Regions from separate parts of the Zea mays genome. Here region 1 is linked to region 2. Evidence: chromatin contacts called from public Hi-C data. All regions are on one chromosome and are shown on one strand. Each heading gives the region's core, a stretch centred on a gene start, on an enhancer-like site or on the middle of the called end of the contact. The rest is flanking DNA. Distances are from core to core; before and after follow the strand shown.

Region 1 (5,048 bases), core at 362-2,861, 140 kb before region 2:
TTTATAAACCAACGCTAAATATTAATCCATGTTTCTTACTTGAAAACCCCGAACAAACACCATTAGCAGGAGGCACTCGCGTTGGGGTCGCTCATCGACGACGAGAAGAAACTTGGCGACTGTCAGTTCGACCTCTAGAAACAGTCTTACGTGGCTACATGTGCCGCTATGTACGACAAGCTCCGGCGCAGCCACCGCTTGGACGCGGTGCAGAGCGGTTGCTCCGCGCTGTCCATCGTCAAGCAGGGGGGGCTCATGGTCGTCACCAACGTCGGCGACTCTCGGGTTGTTCTAGGCATCGCTTTCGACGACGACGCCATCACATCGTCCAGCTCATCGTCCACCTAAAACCCAACCTGCCACGTAAGTCGCTACTGACCGGCCATGAATTCTTGTGCGTTGGGACGATGGCCGTTGTTGACGTTGTGTGAGTGTCGTTGAACATGATGTATGTAGAGGAGTAGCGCATCTGGTGGTGCAACGGCCAGGGGTACTACCATACTGATGAGCCCAGGGTGCACTTCGTTTTACAGCCCAACCAAGAGTCATCAGTACTCGGTATGTCGCGCGCGTTCGACGACTACTATATCGAGGACCGTGGCGTCTTCTTGACGCAGGAGGTGACGCAGAGGAGGGCCGACAACAATGACCAGTTCGTCATCCTCGCCACCGTTGTGGTAGCTTTTGTGCCGACTTGCCTTTAATTTTCTTCGCAAACACACACAATTGTCTTTTTGTTTAAGCAAAAGTGTATAGTGGTACGTGTCTGATGACTAATGATGTACGGGAGAATTTCTTCCTGCATGTGTGGAACGTGCTCTACAATGATGAGACCATGCAAATCGTGACATATATCGAAGTCTCCATGATACTGATGGTTGCAATGTAGTGGTGAAACAGATAGATTAAAATAACAAAATTTATGTATGGCCAGAATCACAAATTGATTATAAAACATTTTCTCGTAACAGTATAACACATATTTTGTATATAAGTTATCGTAGTATACCGGTATTATATATTCCCGTTGCAACGCACGGGCACTCAGCTAGTTCTAGTTGAATTAGACTACATAAAAATTGGATTTTGCTTTTCTAGAACCTCCAATGCTTAGTGTTACTGCAGTTCCAAATATAGAAAACAGGAGTATACATCTACACATTACATGCCTCTGCAGTCTTGATTTTTTGTTCGATTAAAACTCAGAACACTGTCGTGGCATTACAACTCTAAAATAATTTGTCATTTTCAGAATTTATTGAACATTTATTTTTTAGAGCAATACGTATGCCTGTAATAGTTAAGTTGACCATCTTTTCATTGCATGTGGGGCTGGGTATTTTGAACCCGTTACCCGAACGTGAATAGACTGAATTGGTCGGATTACAGTTTTTGGGTTTCGGGTTCGGTGCACAAATGGTATCTATTCTGTTATCGGGTTTTAGTGCGGCTAACCCGAATAGACCCAAATAACCGAACAACAGTAAGAAACCCAATCTCCACCTCAGTCAAACTGCCTGTCAGCCATCGAGCCACGGCCCAACCCAAGGCCTATGCGTTGGGCGAGCTCCGCGAGTGGGCCGTGCGCGGCCTGACGGATGGATCCATGGACGGGGGCAAAGGGCAAATGCGGCAACCGGCACAGCTGAAAGGCGAGCGCGAGCAGCCAGAGAAGCTGGAGCCTGGAAGGGGGGGGGGGGGGGGGGGGGGGGGGGGGGGGTGGGGGGGGGGGGCATGGCGACGGTACGACGTACGAGTTCAAATTTTCTTCCCGCACAGTTTATTTATTAGCTTGTCCATCACTCTAGCAGCTTCGATAATCCTCGCTTTCTGAGGAAGTAAGATTAAGAGTACCAAGCGAATCTGGGCATGAGTGTAGTTTTGTATTTGTTAATTGATGGACTTATTTGCTTGTTCGGGTTCTGAACCAACCGAATATACCGAACCGAATTTTTTCGGTCTATTAGGGTTCGGTTCCTGTAAATTTCCGATTTTTTTTTTAATCCGAAGAGACCGAACAGAGTAAACCGTATAACCCGAATGCTCAACCCTAATTGCATGTACAGGTTATAGTTGGTAGTGCCAGCAAGAAGCCAAAGGTGGTAGTGCTTAAACAAGGAAAACAACATCAAAGGCCAATGAAAACATGAGGTGTCAAGCATGTATCACCTTCTGTTGTGCCACGGGCTTGGCCCCCCTCTACGGATCCTGGCATCATCCAACAACCTCATATGAACAAACTGAGACTCGAAAACAGCACAGCCAATTGTATGAACTTTTGAGGGTACATTGTACAAGGAAATCTGTATGGTTCTTGCTGGATTTTGGAAGCTATTTATAACCAATCGTCCTTGTAGGCAGACAATGCCCTTCAATTTGGGAGACACCTTTGTAGTCTGTACTATCATTGTTGGCTTTTAATGTAACACACGCCTTTGTATTAGATGCTACTGTGTTGAGTCACATTTTGTCCGCCAAAACTGGAAGCTTGCTGGGGACGACCTTTTTGTTGTTGGGTTGCCCTTCTCTTTTTGTGAGATGGGATGTCACTGCTTCGTTCAGTTCTAGTCACTTTTGAACAAAACCATGTGATTATGCTTACGTTTGAGTTGTTGAGTTGCATAAACTTGCACTTTCAGTAAGTTTGCCAGCTGTTGCAAAAAATGGCAACTTTTTTCCAAGAAAAAAAAATGGATGGGCTTTGGAGCCCATGATGGAGCAGTTGGCCTGGTGGATCTGTGGTCTTGTGTTGTGGTGGTCCATGACCATGAGAAACGATACATTTACAGGTAACCATGCCTCTTCAGAGAAGAGAGTTACTCACATTTACATGTGGATGGCCTGCACCTGGGCTTCATCACACCTCGACAACTAGTTATTGCACAGCACAGATCTGTGGCATGGCCATGGCCATGGCCATTTGCATGCAGCAGCAAGTCAGTGCGTGCAGTGCAAGCATGTCAGAACCAATCAGGTAGGTGTATACACATCAATCCAAATTCAATGAGCAGACTGATCTCATCCAAGGGATTGGTCCCTGTGCCACATTTTCAATCTTTTTTCCGTGGCTGCATTGTATTCAGACACAAAGAGAGCTGGTCCTGCATATTGCACAATGTTTGGTTGGGGCATGGTGCCATGCGAACCAGCTGCTAGCTCATCCTGAAGATGTACATGTCATGATGCAAGACCAGACAAAACTCCAAGCACAAATCTGGCAGGCACGTCAACATTGTAGCATTGATCTGCATAGCGTCTTTTTCACTTTTTCAAGGTGGCTTGGAATAAAGACTGAAGTTTGGTATCCACGAAATATGATTGTTTCACTTAGGCCTGTTTGTTTCAGCTTATAGATTATATAATCTAAATTATATAATCTAGATTATAATCTAGATATATTATAATCTACATGTAGTTGTTTGGTAGTTTAGATTATACAAATGTACATTATTCACAAAGACAACAATACCCTTGTTTGTTTATTTGAGGTGAGAGAAAAATGATAGTATATATTGTAATTTCTATTTACATAACCATGGGTAGTGGGTCTTTTACCAAAATAATCTCAAATAAGTTACTCTTGAGGAGATTATGAGATTATCATAATCTGGACTTTAGATTATATAATCTGAACCCATAATCTAGTTGTTTGTTTACCTAATAGATTATTTACGCTAGATTATATAATCTGGAGAGATTATAATATATCTGAAACAAACAGGACCTTAATTAGCCCGCCGCCCCTCCAGGAGACCGTGGATGTGATCATGCAAAACATTGTTTTGTACTATAGATTGAGAAGAGGTGAGACAGGAAAGCTACCGGAGACAACCTTATGCAACTTTTATTTATTTATTTATTTATTTATTTATTTATATTTTTTACAACCGTCATGCCAGTGTTTCGCGACATTGTAAATTGTATTATTGCATGGTATTTGGTGTGACCAGGTGTGCATTGCTGTCGTCGGACAAGAGCAGGGCACGAGGAGAACCACTTCCAAACACAAGTCTCCTCTCCATGTGGCCCAGCAAAACTGTACCATCTCTTTCGTTCATTCTCTTTGTTATAAGGCAAAAGTCACTTCATCTCTTGGTTGCATGCATAACGATCCTTCGTCAACAGTGAGTGATCGATCTGTAGAAACAAAAAAAACTTTTGTAGAAAGAAAAAGAAATCAATCTGCAAAACGAATCAGAGACAGACATTGCTTGCTTGATCGAGGGCTCGAGGCGTGCTTTAGACAAGAAATTGGCAGATTTTTTTTTTAGACTGTCACCGGGGGGGGGGGGGGGAGAGGATCCCCACCTGATTTTCATTCCGGTCTTTTTGCCCAAAGCGGCTAGAGTTTACAGTAAGCTAGCAGCATTGCAGCTAGCATAGTTACAGGGGGGGGCGAAGCAATGGTGAGATTACATAATAGGATTAGAAAACACCAACAACCAAGCACCTAATACTTGTGCCTCTTTCCTGTTGTGCCTGTACGCCCAAACTTTTGCTTCAGAAGCGCATGAATGCAAAGTGACCGCAAGAGTGGCATGATCCTGACGGAAGACGACACCATTTCTGCGTTTCCACAATTGCCAGCAGCAGAGGAGGACAAAGGAGTTGAATTCTGCACCCGGAAGGCGATCAGGGCGACTGATGTTTGGCAGGTCCTGGGTGCCCAGATCATCAGCGACAGAGAATCCGATGGAGCTCCAAAATTGGCGTGCAAACGGGCAGTGGAAGATGATGTGCGAAGGAGTTTCACTGTCTTGGTTACATATTTCACAACAGTCATCATCCACAATCCCTTTTTTCTTCAGGTTCCATTTGCACTGAATTTTTCTTTGCATAAGCAGCCAACAGAAGAATTGTGCCCGCGGGAGGGCTTTGTTACCCCAGATGAAAGTGGTGCTAACATCACCATGCCCCAAGGACCCTTTAAGCAGGTTGTAGAGAGTAGAGGTCTGAAAATTACCAGTGTGATCCGCAAGGAAGCAATGTCTGGTATCTGGTCGATCGGCGAGGCTTGTGTTGTTTACTATTGTTAGCACAGCTTCTAG
Region 2 (4,810 bases), core at 1,138-3,637:
AGTAAATGCTGTGGTAACTTCACACCTACTCGTCTGTTTATATAGTGCTGCAGGTAAGAAGGCGAAGCGGCAGGGTTTTTACACCAGGCGGGCAGTAACTTGTACTCGCTGCGCAGTGGACCGCAAAGACCAAACAGTGACTCTGCAAGGTGGGACCGACACGATCTCGGGAAATGAATCGTTTCTCGGCAACGAGCTCAGGGAAGGTGTTTTTTGGACCTTCGGCTTCCCGAAGCTTGAGAGGATTTTTTCACGGTTCAAGCTCGTTACGAAAAACGATCTAGCGCCGCGAAAGGGGCTACTGTTGGGCCCATGCTTCGTTGCGCCGAAGGTCTTGCGTGAAGAAGCAGCTTCGGCTGAAATCGTCCCCAGGAAATGGCCGAAGGTTCCTTTTTATAGAGCTTCGGCGTTGCAAACCGACATAAAGATAGAATGACCTTTTTATCCATAGAGGTCTAAGATAATGTTGTAAACTTTTGTAAAGGGCATAATTGTAATTCGTCACAGGCTGCGTCCTGTGTCTATAAATAGATGAACAGTACCCCCGTACTGTTCACACGAACCTGTCATTTTTGCCTTCGCATCACACTTGTGTTCTTCAAGATCGAAGGTACATTTGTAATTTGAAATCGTTTACATTCGTTTATAATAATAAAAATAGAGATGATTCTATGATAACATTTAAGTATTTTCATATCTCATGATTTATATGAATGCTTCGTTCCTCGTTGTCATGCTTACGAAGGTACGTCCTTCGTAACCTTCGTCCAAGATGCTTTATATCCCAAAGGGATATAATGTTATGGAGGACGAAGGACTTTTACACTTAACATTTTCTATGTTGCCTTGTTCTTAATTCTTAGCATTTGAGAACAAGTCCCCAACAAGCGTATTAACTAGTAATCCATATATACTAACCTTAGCATTACTGCCATTTGCTCTTTGACCGATATATCACGAGACTTATCAAAAAGCATAGAGAATAGTCTATCTTCAATCTCTCCCATGATCACATCAGTTACTTCTTCCGCACAACATCTTACAATCCTTTTGAATTATGAGAGAAATCATCTGACAATTTAGACCACCATGGTCAAAAGCATGTCTTACACTTTCATTCTTATCTTTGTATCAATCTATCATCTCTAGAAAATTACCCTTGTTTAAAGACATAGATGATTCATCATGCCCATGAAATGACATGCCTTGTGCTATTAAAAATTTTAAGCACTCTAGAGATGCAGTCAAACACCTTTGATATAATTCTTTAGATTCCTTAGTTGCCCTTGAAAACATGCTTGAGACACTTTGCCTTTGATTTTTAAAATCATCATAATGTTTACAAAATTGTTGTGAGCTCTATTTTTACCATCAACGTGCTCTGGCAAAGATTTATATGCATGCTTCCACATTAAACCCTACTTTGTTGAACACATCAAAACCAAAATATTACTTCCTCCCTAGTTCCTTAAAAAGGAAACAATAGAAGCAAAATATTGCATCCTTCGACACACTATACTCTACCCAGTTATACCTCTTATACCATGATTGTTGGAAGGCTCTTCTACAATCTCTAGATTGTTTGCGAGGAAAACTCACAATAGGTTGTGTTGGTCCCTTCAATATGTATGATCTGGAAAATTCACAATAGGTTGTGTTGGTCCCTTCAATATGTATGATCTTCTAACTTGGTCTCTATTTTGACAAGGATACTCACATATTTGCTTACTTAGTGCGGGATCACTCACAATGTCATCCAAATTTAACTCATCACCAACCGAAGCATTAGTTTGAGCGTGTGGTACCGCCTCATGACCCTCACCTTGTGCTTGAGGCTGATCTTGTGGTCGTGTTAAATTTCTTGTATCAACCATAAATCTCCTCATTTTAATGGTTTTTCTGCAATATGCAAATTGCAAACGAGATATTAGAATTTCAGACTTGATGTCCATATAAAAAACGGTAAATTTGGATGCACTACCTGAATGAAAGAGTAAAAAATTGAACGCTTCTCCCAACCACCGGTTGCTAATGCTGAATGAAAGAATAAAAAATGATAAAGCTATAAAAGGATGCACTACCTGATGTCCTGATCCTGCTGATCCTGATTCTATCTGGTAGCGTGGTCCGCGTGGAGTGGAACCGATCAGAGCCAAGGAGTCGAAGTCTGATGAATTGAGGAAGAGGCGAACTAGCGAAGAGCAACGTTGCCAAAGCCTGCGGCAGTGCGTCGACGGAGACGCAGACGGCTTAGTTGAAGTTGAAGCATCACCTATGTGTAGAACTGTAAACGGCGTAGACTGCAGGAGGAGGCGAGGAGGCAGCCTGCAGGGACGCTTTCATTCTTGGGAAAATTGGACCGCAATTTAACTTGGCATGGCCCATGCTCAACATGGTGGCCCATGACACATGACAAACTACAAACGTGTAGGTGCTGTGCAAAGCTTGTACGGTGCGAGTCCGGGCGCACACCCGCCCCGTCTAGGAGGTCCATCCGCTACTGAATCTATATACACATGTAAAACACATATATCAAGTATTAAGTATTGTATAAATTCATTAATTAATAAAAACAAAGTTTATTTTGGGATAGAGCGAGTATATATATTCTGCTCCTACGTAGCCACCACACATGTGATATACCTCTGTAAAGTTTTACACGCAAGTTTGTTCATGACAAGTTGAGGTTATTTTTACGCGACGCTACGACACAAATAGCACATGCATGCATGATCGATGCATCGACCCACCAATACTCATCACCTAGCTAGCTAGCAAGCTACCAACTCTTGTCACGCATATACATATACACAGCCATCCACCAACTAGGACACATGATTCTCCTAATTCTAACTCACATGGCACGTGCTGCAGCTGCATGCAAAGGTGACGCCGCCGCCGCCGTCGTGGTCGCTTCCACGGCGGTGGCCGGGACGACAACGCCAGCCGCCGACCGCTTAAGGAACTCGATACAGTCGTCCACGGCCTCGCTCCGATACGAGTCCGTGTACGCCACTGACGCCGCCGGGCTCACGCGGGCGGCCGCTGTAGACCGCGCCGTGGCCGCCGCCGGTCTTCGTCGTCGCGTCGTCGTCACCGGGGCGCCGCCCTTGGTCGTTGTTGCCGTAGACGACGCAGCCGACAGCATCGCGAAACGCAGCACGACGTCCCGGACACGGTCCAGCACAGACACTTGCGTGGCAGCGGCGGCTCCCCGGCGCGGTCGCCGCCGGCCACCGCCGCCGCCGCGCAGCCTTGGAATGCAAGTGACTGTTGCCTCCTTCAGGTTCAGGGGATCGGTGTGTAGGTTCATGCTGGGTCTGTATCGCTAAACTTTGTGCTACGTACCTTCTATTTACTTCCGCCTGTAGGAATCAAATGGCTCTGCCAAGTTTCATGGGGTTTATATATACAAGGAAGACAGAGCCATTCGGTTCCTGGACATTATTCCTGTGTACTGGTCAGCACTGGATTTTAGCAAGAATAAAGAACATATCGAAGCTAGCTTAGCCAAACTTGGTGATTAGAACGCGGCCAGCACTCAGTTGCATATCTTTTGAGTTGCATGATTGCATGTACAGATAACTAGGCTTGTCTGTATCTTGACCATATGATACAAAAATGCTACAGCCATGCATCTAAAAAAGACATTCTATACGATTCAAATTATGGCCCAGAAAAAAACAATTCTACCACCTGGACACTACTTAGGCTATTTCCACCGGCCTCCCCATCCCACCTTCTAACAGTCACTATTTTTAACGATACTGTATTGACGTCTACGAATTTAAATGAATCAATTGTGATAACAATAAATATTGCATAGAGAATCCAATAAACTAATCAAATGTTGTTGATATTGCTATTTTTTTTCTAAAACTTGGCCATAGTTAAAAAGATTTAACTTAAATATATGACAAATTCAAAGTGACATAAACGTCATGCTTTTTTACAGCTTTAACTTATACGACAAATTCAAAGTGACATAATTAACGTCATGCTGATCTTGCTTCTTCCCACAGCACTAATTTCTACTGAAATACTCCCTCCATCCCATAAATTAAATAAGGCGTACATGTTTTTTAAAAAAGTCAACGTTTTAAAACTTTGATATGTAATTCAGCCAAAAACATATATTTTTAATATATGCATGTTATATACTTGAATTTGTATTAGAAAAATACTTTAATATGATACTTAATTTCTATTTGTTGATGTCATATTAAAAAAATAGTCAAAATTTCACTAAAAGACTTTGCAAAAAAATATATGCCTCATTTTATGGGACGAAGGGAGTATTAAGTATAGATCATACCATTTTATTTTGACTATGCTTAGGCCATCTCCAGCACGTCAAGTAAACGGCCGTGTAAAATAATGTTTTGCATTGTAGATTGCATTGTTTGTAGAGTGTAATTTAAAATAGAGAGTGAGATAGAGAGTGGGGATATGGAGTCTGCTAAAGATAGTATTATACTCTAGGAAGATTTATTTTATTTTACGGACAGGGCATGCACGACACTACCATAGAATCAGCAATAACTGCGAGACTTCATATCACTGGCGTATCACTTTCCAATTTGTCCTTAATCTACCTATTATTAGGGGATGATTGGTTTTATGTACTGAAGTTTAGCATGTGTCACATAAATGTTTTAATGTCTATTACGAGTATTAATAATGCTTGTTTGTTTCAATTTTTTTGAGATTTTGTACTTCAACTTTTAGACATCCTAAAAGCCAAACAACTTCCATAAGGAAAAAATACCAAAGCTCACCCTAGTGATGAGCTTCCGATTTTTGAATGGTC

Evidence for each region. Hi-C and Micro-C count contacts between places; a contact is called where the count stands out from the background.
Region 1: a Hi-C map of ear shows a contact between it and region 2, with 4 times the contacts expected there. The contact joins two enhancer-like sites. A contact is called at or near these places in 2 of 25 Hi-C or Micro-C datasets (ear and tassel).

What each region holds. Positions count from the first base shown.
Region 1 is chr10:93,957,779-93,962,826 of Zm-B73-REFERENCE-NAM-5.0, reverse strand. No RefSeq gene overlaps it. Among protein-coding and RNA genes, the nearest start is that of LOC103641406, 51 kb to the right of the region's middle. Within about 2 kb of position 1,611, at least 15 of the 20 cell types and tissues checked have an H3K27ac peak or open chromatin away from gene starts, as enhancers often do. A contact at or near this core is called in ear and tassel, where this site is marked.
Region 2 is chr10:93,816,683-93,821,492 of Zm-B73-REFERENCE-NAM-5.0, reverse strand. No RefSeq gene overlaps it. Among protein-coding and RNA genes, the nearest start is that of LOC103641406, 91 kb to the left of the region's middle. Within about 2 kb of position 2,387, at least 10 of the 20 cell types and tissues checked have an H3K27ac peak or open chromatin away from gene starts, as enhancers often do. A contact at or near this core is called in ear and tassel, where this site is marked.